2 separate regions of the Mus musculus genome follow, and region 1 is linked to region 2. The links are chromatin contacts, called in public promoter capture Hi-C maps. All regions are on one chromosome and are shown on one strand. The core of a region is the stretch at or near the end of the contact, and the rest is flanking DNA. Distances in the headings are between cores, read along the strand shown.

What was found. Promoter capture Hi-C pulls out the DNA fragments that hold promoters and counts their contacts.
Region 1: a promoter capture Hi-C map of the C10 cell line shows a contact between it and region 2. The contact joins the promoter of Cd33 here to the promoter of Zfp715 in region 2. A contact is called at or near these places in 5 of 39 promoter capture datasets (the C10 cell line, the HPC-7 cell line, embryonic stem cells and 1 more), 1 of 484 Hi-C or Micro-C datasets (bone marrow-derived macrophages), 1 of 115 datasets of contacts at active chromatin or transcription factors (microglia) and 1 of 9 other capture datasets (adipose tissue).

What each region holds. Positions count from the first base shown.
Region 1 is chr7:43,529,809-43,536,373 of GRCm38.p6, forward strand. Cd33 (CD33 antigen) reads right to left here and starts at 3,363. Exons shown (of 6, transcript NM_021293.3): 1 at 3,250-3,363; 2 at 2,794-3,174; 3 at 2,230-2,508; 4 at 404-497; 5 at 58-124. The coding sequence starts at 3,286.
Region 2 is chr7:43,311,756-43,318,044 of GRCm38.p6, forward strand. It overlaps Zfp715 (zinc finger protein 715), which reads right to left and starts at 1,545. Exons shown (of 5, transcript NM_027264.4): 1 at 1,349-1,545.

The sequences.
Region 1 (6,565 bases), core at 2,113-4,612, 220 kb after region 2:
GCTATCTCGTGTAGGGCATGAAAGAGACGTGGAATGTGTGGGCCCCGTGTGACTAACCTTGATAGGATTTTCACAGCCCATGTGCACTGACAGCTTTGTTGTCTTCCTTCTGCAGAACATCACACTGAGGAAACCAAGGATTGAAGTGTGGGCACTTGAGGAGCTGTGTAAAACACTGCCCTCTACTATGCTCTGGCCAGAGACAAAATAAACATGGCCAGCCATACCACCTCATTGTTGAAGTGAATCGGTCACTACATGCACCAGAGCTGAGCACAGACATCTAGCCCATGTGCAGTCCCCTACCCACACACCCCTGCTTCATTTGCTCTGTGCAGATTCCTTCACATCCCCCATTCCTGTCATCCTCAGGCCTCCATTATAACCCAGGAGCAGTACTCACATGAGAAACACGAGACAGAGCCCAAGAATCAGGAGCTTGACCGTTGCCTCCCCCACAGCCACCAGGACCAGCTCTCTCATCTGGCCTGATTTCCCTGCAGAAACACAAGCACTGGGCTGGGCTCATCTGGAAAACCACGGCCCAAATCCTTCCTCTCTTGGATAGGATATTTGGTGTCTTGACTGACAGTCATAAGAGTTTAAAAACAAAATACATTGAGTAACAAACTTCCTTGATGACATAGGTGTGATGAGTCAACTCCCCAGCAGACAGAACAGTCTCTCGCTGCCCACATCACAGGGAACAAAGCAATCCATAAACAACAGCACGATTGCAAGATAGAACTTCTCAGAATATGGGGAAATGACCATCGAGAACAGAACACCATCTCTTTCATTGTCAGTTAAATGAAAACCACAGTGGGACACTTCTGTGCACAGTGACAGGGTGTGTTTTCTAAGGAAGGGAAGTGACCCCACTGGTGGGAATGTGGCGTGTGTGGAGCTCCTGTGTGCTCTCAGAGGCTGTGGTAAACATTCACTGCGGAAACCTTTGCACATTTAGAATGAAAAACAGAATTACCTTCTCCCTGGTGGTAATCTCCCTGCTGCTGTGTGCCCAGGAGAGGGGACATACTCTCAGACACAAACACATGCTCCTGAAGCCTGGTACCCAATAATACAGAGCCGAAATGACTCCAGAGTGTCTTCTGGCAGGCTGATGAGCAAGTGTGGTCTGTGCAACACTGGGGTGCAGTTTGGATCCTCGAGGAATGCAATACTGTTGTGTACCTCAGAGATGAGACCCGAGTACAGGATGCTGGCGAACAGCAAGTCAGATGCAGAAGGACACATTTCCATGGGTTCCAGTTTTGTAAAAAGTACAGATGAGGCAAATGCGTACAGACCAGAGCAGGTCAGTGTTTGCCAGAGGAGCACAGGAAGTGATTGTCATAGATCAGAGTTTCTATCTGGGGACATGCAAAGGTCCCATAGTGTGCTCCTTATTATATGGCAGTTGTTAGTGATGATAACACTGTATAGATAAATCTACTAATGAAGTTAAATTAATACTGTATAGATTATATACTGATGAAGTTAATACTGAATGAATTTATGTAAAGTAAAATTATAGGTGTAAAAACAACCATGGAATTCCAAAGTCCCCCTGACAGCAGAACTCCACAGCACTTCTCAGAGGCTGGAGTGTGGCTTAGGGCTCATCCCAGGATCAGTTGCTAGCACCAAAACCCAAACAAGATATAAAGGTTTTGCCCTGAACTCCATAGGTGAGGACCGACCACTTCATCCCTATCCATGAGAAAGGCACCTTTCTCCACACTTTCCTTAAGACCTGTTTATCATTAACTGTTAGATTCAGATATGGGACCCAGCTGTATTTGAGCAGTAGCCAAAAGTCCATGTCCAGAAATGGTCCAAAGGATTGAGGAGTTTGTGGGCTCAGGTGTAATGTAGGCTGTGGATGGGGAGGGGGTCGCTGATTCTGTAGCAAAGAGTGTCTCCGGTGTGAAGAGAGGTGGTCTGTGGGCTAAGCTCAAGAGTCCCTGCTCTCCCACTCCATGACAACTCTCCCCACCTGTGCATGAAACTAGGGATTCTGTACAGATGTTTTAGAGAAAAAGTTTGCATGTTGAGTTGAGCTGAGGACAAGGCAAGACAGGAGTTCCCATAACTAGTCAAGACATCATAGTCAGAAAGACTGGGCCTGTGTGTTTCCAGGACTCACAAATAGTCAGGCCATCAAGACACAGCTACCATGAACCCCTGCCTTAAACTCAGAGCCTTGTTTCCTGACGCAACACTCACGGGTAACATTGAGCTGGATGGTCCTTTCCACAGTGACACCTGCTCCAGAGAAGGTCACCAAGCAGGTGAGTTTGGTACCATGGTCCTGAGGCTGAGGTGTGAACGTCAGCACGGAGGAGTCTGTGGTTCGGGAACTCAAGGAGGTGAGGGCAGTTGACATCCAGGAGAAAGTAGGGGGTGTCCCCTGCTCACAAGCCCAGGGCACAGAGCAGGTGAGATTGCTAGGATAGCCAGCCTCCAGGGTCCCCGGGATTATAATGTCAGGAGTCCGTGATAGAGCTGAGGGAAGAAGGGAAAGAGACAGACACACAGACACACAGACAGAAAGGCAGAGATATAAGCAATTGTAGATACTCAAAAACTCCCTGGACAGCAGACTCTCCCTCAGGACAACCATCTTCCTTCACACAGCCCAGCATCTGTGTGAGGGATCTACCAAGGATGAGGTACAAGTCTTCCAACACACACACACACACACACACACACACACACACACACACACACACACACACACACTGGGCCTTGTGGCCTCTTAAGATACTATCAGGTGACTTCATTGCTTACAGGTCACATGCAGTGACAGCTGGCTTTTTTTGTAAGAATATCTCACAAAAGGTTCTCTGACCACTCTGAAGAAGTACATTCCTGTGTCATTTTTCTGTGCATCTCTGATGAACAGGGAACAGTCATGTTTCTGTGGGTCCCCAAGGAGTTGGAATCTGCCCTGTGTTGCCTTCTGCACTAGTTGTCTGGGGTCACTTGTGGCCACTGGAGAGTCTTCATGGAGACTGACCCCTTTCCGGAGCCAGGAGCCGGTCACAGGTCCTAAAGTGAGCTTAATGGAGGGGTAGAAAACACTGCAGGGCACATGGACACATAGGCCCTCCTCGACTGTCACTGACTCGGGCGCCACCAGCTGGAATTCTAAATCCTGAGCCAGGGAGCCTGCAAAGAAATGAGAGGTATCTTGGTTCTGTCCCACCAGCCGCTATTCAAGACCCCCACCCCCGCAACACTTACCTGCACACAGCAAGAACAGCGGCAGTGGCCACAGCATAGCACAGTGAATGGTCCTAGGTTCCTACAAGTAAAAGGGGAAGGAAGGTTGGGTGGTTGACGCTTCCTGTCATGGGTGAGAGTCGAAGACTATGGTGTCACAGGACTGAGAAGAAATCTCACTGGAACCCCAGTAATAAAGTCAGGCAGAGAGTAATTGACCACAGAGAAGGAACTTTCCACACATATGCTATTGGAGCTGTCACAGAACTTGAAGATTAAACACTTCCACTTTCCACATGTTGGGCTACACTCACTGAGAAGAACCCACCTCCGGCTCCCGTCTCTTCTTTGTGGCTTCCTCCCATTCCACTGTCACCATCAGAAAATTAGATGCTGTCTGAAAATCCACAGCTTCTGAATGTGCTCAAAAGTCAGTCTGGCAGAGGCAGGGCTCAAGGGGTTAACAGAGGAACCTTGAGGAATAAGGAACAAGGTACTTCAGGGCACATGGACACACAGGCCTTCCTCAACTGTCACCGACTCGGGCACCACCAGCTGGAATCTTGGCTCTTGATCCAGGGACCCTACAAAGAAATGAGGGGGGTGAATTCCTGTAGGGTGAAGTATGAGGGAATGAATAAATGAATGAAGGAATGAATAAATGAATGAGTATGTGGCAGAAGCACATCATGAGAGGTTCCTCTTTGCTGGAAAACTGTAAGGAAAGACTAAGAAGTTCTATATGGAATTAACTAAGACTCTAGCTGCCCTAGGGAGGGATAAAGGAACTGGTTGGAACTTTGACTACCCTGTGTATCTAGCAAGTGGGTTTTCAGGAATAAGTGGATAGAATGGGAGGAACAAATTCCATTGGCTTTGTAAAATGTGGCCCCCCCAGCTTGACCTTCCTAATGTACTTACTTTCTTTCCTCAGTTGTCCCTGGTGTGGACCACACAGAGCGGGTTATACAGACCAGCAAGTGGAGAAAACATCCAGAAGACACTGGAGAGAATTATTTAGGGTTTCAGAGGCAGATGTCCTTGTCTGTGTTCCTTCTGTGGCTCATTGTTAAGCAGAGAGATTATAGTCCCTGTTTTACGGTTTCTGTCTCTGTGGTAAAATACCATAAGTGTGGTTGTTTGAATAAGAATGCCCCCCCCTCTGTGTAGTCTCATATATTTGAATACTTGGCCATCAGGAGGTGGCACTAGTTGAGAGGGATTAGGAGGTGTGGCCTTGTTGGAGGAAGTGTGTCACTGGAGGTGGACTTTGAGGTTTCAAACGCTCAAGCCAGGCCTAGGGTCACTCTCTTTTCCTGCTGACTGTGGGTCTGGATGTAGAACTCTCAGCTACTTCTCCAGTGCCATGTCTACTTGCATGCTTCACACTATGATAAAAAAAAATGGACTAAACCTTTGAAATGGTAAGAACGTCCCAATTAAATGCTTTCTTTTATAAGAGTTGCCATGGTCATGGCGTCTCTTCACAGCAATAGAACACTGGCTAGGACAAAAGTTGGTACTAAGAATCAGGTATTGGTGTGACAGGTCTGACCATACTGCTTGTTGGTGGAATGTGGACTTCAGGATGTTACTAGAAAGGCAGTTGAACAATTTAATGGGGTTTAGTGGGCCATACTGGTAGCAGCAGGGACAAGAGTGGTACTGAGAGCAATGTAAACTATGATGGCCTTGCTCAAGAGGTTTCAGAGGAGAAAAAACATTATTAACTGGCCTAAAGACTGTTCTTGTGATATTTTGAAGAAGAATGTGGCTGCTGCTTGCTGGGGTTGGAACATGGAGCCCTTATTGAAATACATTTTTCACCAGATTTATGTTTTCAGTGGTTTTCTTAACTGCCCAAGCTTGGTTGGCCTTGAACTCAGAGACAGGCCAACTTATGCCTCCTGAGTCCTGGGATTAAAGGTGTACAACAACACAAGCACTCCTAAGCTTTTTTAAAAATTACTTTTCACTTTTTAAAAATTCTTCTTCATAAGTTAGAATCTTGGCTAGGTGGGGTTTTGCTCTGAGGTCACCACCCCCTTTAGTCCACTTAGTATCAGGCTTTTCTTTAATCTGTTTACACTTCCTGGTATCCCAGAAAGTGTATTCTGCTTCAAACTACATATTTTGTATTTATTTTTCGTTTTGCTCCTTCTTATTATAGATTTGCATAAGACTGGCTACTAATAACCAAAGGGCACAGTTGACACTAGGCTATTTGGAAATCTCTTCTGCCAATGCAATTAACCTAAAACTCTTCAAGTTATCATCAGGCCGAGTTTTCAGACAAGGGCAAAAAGTAGTGACATTCCTTGCCAAATATAAGCCTGACCTCCACAGTTCAAATCACCCTCAGCATCACTGTCTTCCATGCTCCTGCTAGTGTGGTCCATTAAGCCTTTTGGCTGGCATATAGTTCAGAAGTTTAGTCTATTGTCATGGAGTAAAACACAGCATCCCACAGGTAGGCATGGATACTGGAAAAGGAGCCACACATTCTATATCTGTATCAGCGGGCAGCAGAAAAAAGATTTGGTATCAATTTTTGTCTTAGGGTTTCTATGGCTGTGATAAAACATCATGACCAAAAGCAACCTGGAGAGGAAATGTTTTAGTTCATCTTTAAGCTAGTAGTCCATCATCCAGGGAAGTCAGGGCAGGAACTGATGCAGGAGCCATGGAATAATGCTGTTTACTATCTTGTATCTCCTAAATTGCTATCTTCTCTTTTCTATTTTGAACTTTTTTGTTATTTTTACATACCAAAGGCTGCCCTCTCCCAGTCTGCCCTTCACAGAGTCCCTCCTCCTTCTCCTCCTCATTTCCTCTGAGAGGGTGCACCCCTACCCCTATATCCACCAATCCTGGGGCATCAACTCTCTGCATGAATAGGTGCATCCTTTCCCACTGAGGCCAGACAAGACAGCCTAGTTAAGGAAAAAAGTGTCACAGGCAGGCTACAGCTTTAGGGGAGAGCCTCTGCTCCAATTGTTAGGGGACCAACATGGAAATTGAGCTACACATCTGCTACATATATGCCAAGGGTCTCGGTTCAGCCCATGTATGCTCTTTGGATGTTGGCTCAATCTCTGAGAGCTCCCAGGGGTCCAGGTTAGTTGACTCTGTTGGTCTTCCTGTGGTGTTCCTGTCCCCTTCAGGGCCTACAATCCTTCCCCCAACTCTTCCATAAGGTTCTCTGACTTTCATCGACTGTTTCGCTGTAGGTATCTGTATCTGTTTGTCAGCTGCTGGGTAGAGCTTCTCAGAGCACAGTTATGCTAGGCTCCTGCCTGCCAGTATAACAGAGTTATCATTAATAATGTCATGGACT
Region 2 (6,289 bases), core at 295-2,794:
ATATCTATGCAGTCCCTTCTGTAGTCAGCATCTAAAAACAGCATTCCTGTTTCCTGTTGCACAAAGCGCTCAGGATGACAGCCAATTTTGATTGTAGCGTGAGTTTCTAGACATTTCCCCGTCTACACAGACACATTAAGAAAAACAGGCTTATCCAATCCTCACTCCCCCACTCCATGTCTGTCTGTGTGCCCCCTCCCCCGCTCCCATGTGTAAGTGTGTGTGTGTGTGTGTGTGTGTCTGTATTTGAGACAAGGTCTATTATTTAGCTCTGGCTATCCTGAACTTGCTATGTAGACCAGGCTAGCCTTTAACTTTCACTGCCTGGGCCCCATTAGTGCTGGGATTTAAAGATATGAGCTACTTACTCCTCTCAGACCAATACACAGTTTTTTAAGCACTCCAAATCAACACAAACATTAGGGTACAAATAAAACGGCCCAATATTATTTTGGTCAACTGCCAACCAGTGATCTTTAACGTCTGTATAGGATCCCAAAGACAGGCAAGCACTGATGCACATAATGTCCAAAGGATTCCCAAGTATGACTCTAATGTGCCCCAAAGAGTGAAAGTGTTTTTAATATTTGGGATCATTCCTTCAATAATGCTGGTCATCCAGAGGTAGGAACGAATTAGTTGGAAAAGGAGACCCAAAAGCAGCCCATAAAACAAGATTCCCTACTTTTACGGACCTTAGAAGAAATCTCTTGAGCTCAGCAGCCTAGATAACTAGGCAGCATGCAAAGCGTGGGACCCCCTCCCTCCCTCCCTCTCTCCCTCCCTCATCCGTGAGAGCCTGAGCACTCGCAGTTCCGACACCTGTGGTCTTGACACTTGCTACTTTGGTCAAGCCGACGGGATTTTCTTCACATAGTGCTAACCGGAATCAAGCCACAGTCACTGGCCACGCCAACACTAACGACCAGAGTCGCCCTCACAAGCATCCCACTCCCGCCCTAGGCTCCATCGCTGCCTCTGCTGACCCCTACGCCAATCACGGCTTGAGTGGGGCACAGGCCACCTCAAAGTCTTCGCCCTTAAGCTCCCGACTCCCACCCGGGGACCCGCTGCGTGCAGCGCCCACTCACTGAGTCCCGCCCCCTAATGGCCTCAGCTGACAACTTTCATGGACGACTGCGTGAAAACCCACAGGAGAGCACATTGGGAAGTGACAAAACACCCAAGATACGGGAAACCCTCGGGAACAGGGTGAAAGCGCACCACGCGACCCCCACCCCATCTGACGAGCCCCGGCAGCCGCCTCAGCCCAGTCCTTCAGCACAAACCAGCGCTCGGCACAGCACTGCGTCCTCCCACCCCCTGCGCCGCCGCCGCCGCCACTCACCTCACACTGCCCGGCCGAGAGCTCTGCACACGGCACGCCTGACGGCGACTTCCGCCCACGGAAGCCGAAGAGTCCCGGATGGAAAAGTTCCAAACCACCTCGCGGACCCGCCAGCGAAGTAACACTCGAATGACTACAACATTTAAGGTTTCACGGCCACTCTATTTCCGGTGTCTTTTAGATTTCCGGCAGGACATGTCCACGCCCAGTAGAATAATGCGCATGCCCACTAACACTTTTGACCCGAGTGTGCCTGCCAGCAGTCAGCATGGCAGACCGGGTGGTTCCAGTTTCCTTGGAAACTGTGGTGGCGGCGTGAGTGAGCTCCGGACGTTGGAGGCCACCATCCAGGAACTTTGATTCCATGTGGGCGGGCAGCTAAATGCAACGCCTTTGAGTGGAAGTCTGAAAGCTGTCTCCCATATGGTGTGACAGGCCTGGCAGGAATATGATAGTCTAAAGAGACATTCTGTGCCCCTTCCTCTACAGACTATTGAGACAATGGAACACAGAAATAGAAATTCCATGATGGGAGAAAGGATGTGCTGAAGCCAGGAGGCAGTCAGAGCAGGGACTTGTCACAGGAAAACAGATTTCACACCGTTCTGACAACTTCCTAGACCACTTTGCAGGACAGACTTCAGTCGGAGACAATGATAGCGAGGGGCCACAAACTAAGATTGCTTGGTAAGACTGCTTAGTTACATACCTCTTGCTTTCTATTTAAACCTAATTCTGCAGGGGAGAAGGGATGATATGATAGAGAGGTAGCTTAACAGGTAAGTGCCCAAACTGCTCTTAAGGGCTCAATTCCAGCACTCACACGTCAGCTCACAACTATCTGTAACTCCTGTTCCAAGCGGACGCTCTCTTCTGACCTCCAAAGACACCGAGCACACTAGTGGTACACAGACACTCGTGCAGATAAAACACCCATACACATAAAATAAAAATTTATATCTTGCCCAGTGGAGATGGTACACGTCTTTAGTCCCAACACTCTGTAGAGAGAGTCAGGCAGACCTCTGAGTTCAAGGCCAGCCTAGTCTATAGAGAAAGTTCCAGGACAGCCAGGAGAAATCCTGCCAAAAAAAAAAAAAAAAGAATTAAATCTTGATCAAGAAGTTGGCTCATACCTTTAATTCCAGTACTCTGGAGGCAGAGGAAGGCAGATCTCTGAGTCTGAGGCCAACCTGGGCTACATAACTGAATATAATCTCATAGCTCCCATTTTGCTATTGTGGAAAGATAAACTAGGCAAGATAGATCTCCATTGTTTTAAAATTGTATTTTCCTAAATTATGCAAGCTTTTGAGAAAGAAAAAAAAAAAAACCTTTAATGGGTTAACAGAAACTTTCGATTTCCAAGACAGAAAGCATCTGGGAATATCTAAAGACTTTTTTTTTAAGGTTTCTTTCTTTATTTTATGTATATGAGTATACTGTAGCTGTATTGATGGTTGTGAGCCACCATGTGGTTGCTGGGAGTTTGATTTTAGGACCTCTGCTCACTCTGGTTGACCTCCAGCTCCGCCCCTGCTCACTCCCACTTAAAGATTTATTTATTATTGTATGTAAGTACACTGTAGCTGTCTTCAGACACACCAAAAGAGGACGTCAGGTCTCATTACGGATGATTGTGAGCCACCATGTGGTTGCTGGAATTTGAACTCAGGACCTTCGGAAAAAGCAGTCAGTGCTCTTAACCGCTGAGCCATCTCTCCAGCCCAAGACTTTATTTATTTTATTTTTTTTAATTTTCTTAGGCTTGGTATAGTAATACTGGGCCTCTTGTTCCTAACCTCAAGGTGGATAAATTAAATACTTCTCCTTTATCTGTTTGTTTCCCTATTTGTCTCTTTAATTGGTCAGATTCCAACTTGGTTGGGCTTTCAGGACCCAGGCTATAACAATTGTCAGTGACTTATCTTTGGCACTCAGGCCTTCTGGTTTGTAGGCAAGCACTTTTACCCACTAGACAAACTCATTACCCACTTACCCACTTTCTCTTTCTTTCTTTGTCCCTCCCTCCTTCCTTTCCTTTCTTTCTTTCTTTCTTTCTTTCTTTCTGTTCCCATTTTCCAGTTTTTTCTTTTCTTTACTTTTTTTTTTTTTAAATGACAGGGCTTCTTTGTATTCTGGGCTGGACTTAAATTCTCCATTTATCTGTGTTGACCTCACAAGTGTTTCCATTACAGTCTTGTGTCACAGTAAGACCCCCTTTCGGGGACCCCTACTCTAGTCTCAGGAGTGAGAGAGCGCACCCAAAGAAACATGAGAATCCCTTCTGCTGTAAACACATGAGGCAGTTTAATGACGGAGCTCCGGACCGACATGCATCTCACACAGGAGATAACGGATGCCGGCCACAAGGCTCGAAAGCTAGGGGTTTTTATGGGATGAGGGGCTTAGGGGTGTGGAATTCAGCATAGCGACACACTATTGGCTTATTCAAACATCAGCAGAAAAATTACATGTACATGCAGATCAGGGAGTCAGAGTTCTGTGAGTTGGATGTTTATCAATGCTAGCAGACTCAGTTCAGATAGCCCTGTTATGTCCTCACATTCCTCTTTATCTTTATGGTCAAGCTGTTCCCAGGAATGTTTTAACATGCCCGGGTTTATTTTTCTTTATTCTCAGCCCCAGGCAGCCTCTAGGCTCACAAACAACCAGCAATTTCTGAGTACTTTATATGACTTACAGGTCTTAAAATTTCATCTTTCTTTCATCACCAATTCTGGCTGAAAGGAAATTTCTTTTTTCTTTCTTTTTTGGTTTTTTTTTCGAAACAGGGTTTCTCTGTGTAGCCCTGGCTGTCCTGGAACTCACTCTGTAGACCAGGCTGGCCTCGAACTCAGAAATGTGCCTGCCTCTGGCTCCCGAGTGCTGGGATTAAAGGTGTGCGCCACCACACCCAGCTGAAAGGAAATTTCTTGTACCTGACAATTTAGAATCACTTCATGGTCACCACTGAACAAAAGCTTATTCTCAAATGCATAAAGTTTTGTGGGTGGGTGTTGGTTACTGATGTTTTCATGTAGAAGACCACAGTGTGAGTCAGAGGAAAACAAGGAGGAGACTGGGAGAGCAGGTCAGAGACTAGCAATAGGCAGCTCTGTAGAATGGGTTGACAAACCATGACACAGGGCACTGTAACCAGTGCAGTTCTTCACCAGCGTGGAGAACATCAGCAAGATATTGTCAGCTTGTGGGTGCAGGCACAGGAGGCACACTCCTGCTGCCACCGTCAGGATCCCAAGGAGTTCCCCTAGAGACTTTTAGCGACATAAATTCAAGCCAAACAGGATCTATGGCTTCTGCATCAGAAAGCATTCCAGGACTAAAAGCAGAATTCAAATTTTTATTAAAGATATTTTCACAGATTTGTTTATGTGTATGAGTGTTTACTTGAACGTACAGATGTGCACAGTTGTGCTTGGTGCCCCTGGAGATCGGGAGAGGTGCTAGATCCCTGGAACTGGAGTTACATACGAATGGTTGAGAACTATGATGTGGGAACTAGAAATGAAGCCTAAGTCCTCTATAAAAACAAGTCCTCTTAAACATTAAGTCATAAATGGAAAGAAACTCAAAGCAATTTCACTAAAATCAGGAGCAAGACAACCTTATCCACTGTCTCCATACCTATTCAATACAATAACTGAAGTTTTAGCTTCAGCAGTAAGACAACTGAAAAAGATCAAAATAATACAAATTGGAAAGGAAGGAGTCAGAGTATTTTTATTGGCAGATGGTATAATACTATACATAAGTAGCCCTAAAAGTTTTACCAGGGAACTCCTTTAAGTGATAAACATTTCAGTGAAGTGGCTGGACACAAGATTAACTTCAAAAAACAAAACAAAAAACAAAACAAAAAAACAAGCCCACCAGTAGCCTTTTTTAAAATTTTTATTTATTTATTATTATACATAAGTACACTGTAGCTGACTTCAGACGCACCAGAAGAGGTCGTCAGATCTCATTACCTGTGGTTGTGAGCCACCATCTGGTTGCTGGAATTTGAACTCAGGACCTTCAGAAGAGCAGTCAGTGCTCTTACCCACTGAGCCATCTCACCAGCCTATCAGTAGCCTTTCTGACATACAAATGACAAATGGACTGAGGAAGAAATGATGGAAACAACACCTTTCACAATAGCCTCAAATAATGTAAAATATATTGAGGTACCTCTAACCAAGCAAGTGAAAGATCTGTATGACAAAAACTGTATGACAAAAACATTGAAGAAAGAAATTGAAGAAGATATCAGAAGATGAAAAGATTTCCCATGCTCATGGATTGGTGCGATTAACATGATTAAATGGCCATCCTACCAAACAGCAATCTACAGATTCACTAATCTCTCCAGGACATTCATCATGGAAGGGGTGTTGGATTGTGTCAAATGCCTTTTATGCATCTAATGACAAAATCACGTGGGTTTTGTCTTTCACTTTGTTTATCCGCTGGATCACATTTACTGATTTTTGAGTGCTGAACCATCCCTGCATCTCTGGGATGAAGCCCATTTGACCATGGTGGATGATATTTTGATGTGTTTCTTGGATTCATTTTTACAAGTATTTTATTATTTTTGCATCTATGTCCATAAGAAACTGTTCTGTGATTCTCTCCCTTTGTTGAGTTTTTATATGGTTTGGTTATCAGGGTAACTGTGGTTTCATAAAATGAACTGGGCAGTGCTCCTTCTGTTTCTGTTTTCTGCACTAATTTGGGGAGAGTTGGCATTAGCTCTCCTTGCTGGGATTTGAACTCAGGATTTGCCACTTAAAACTGCCTTCATCGGATCTGCAACCCTATAGGTAGAGCAACATTATGAACTAACCAGTACCCCGGAGCTCTTGACTCTAGCTGCATATGTATCAAACGATGGCCTAGTCGGCCATCACTGGAAAGAGAGGCCCATTGGACTTG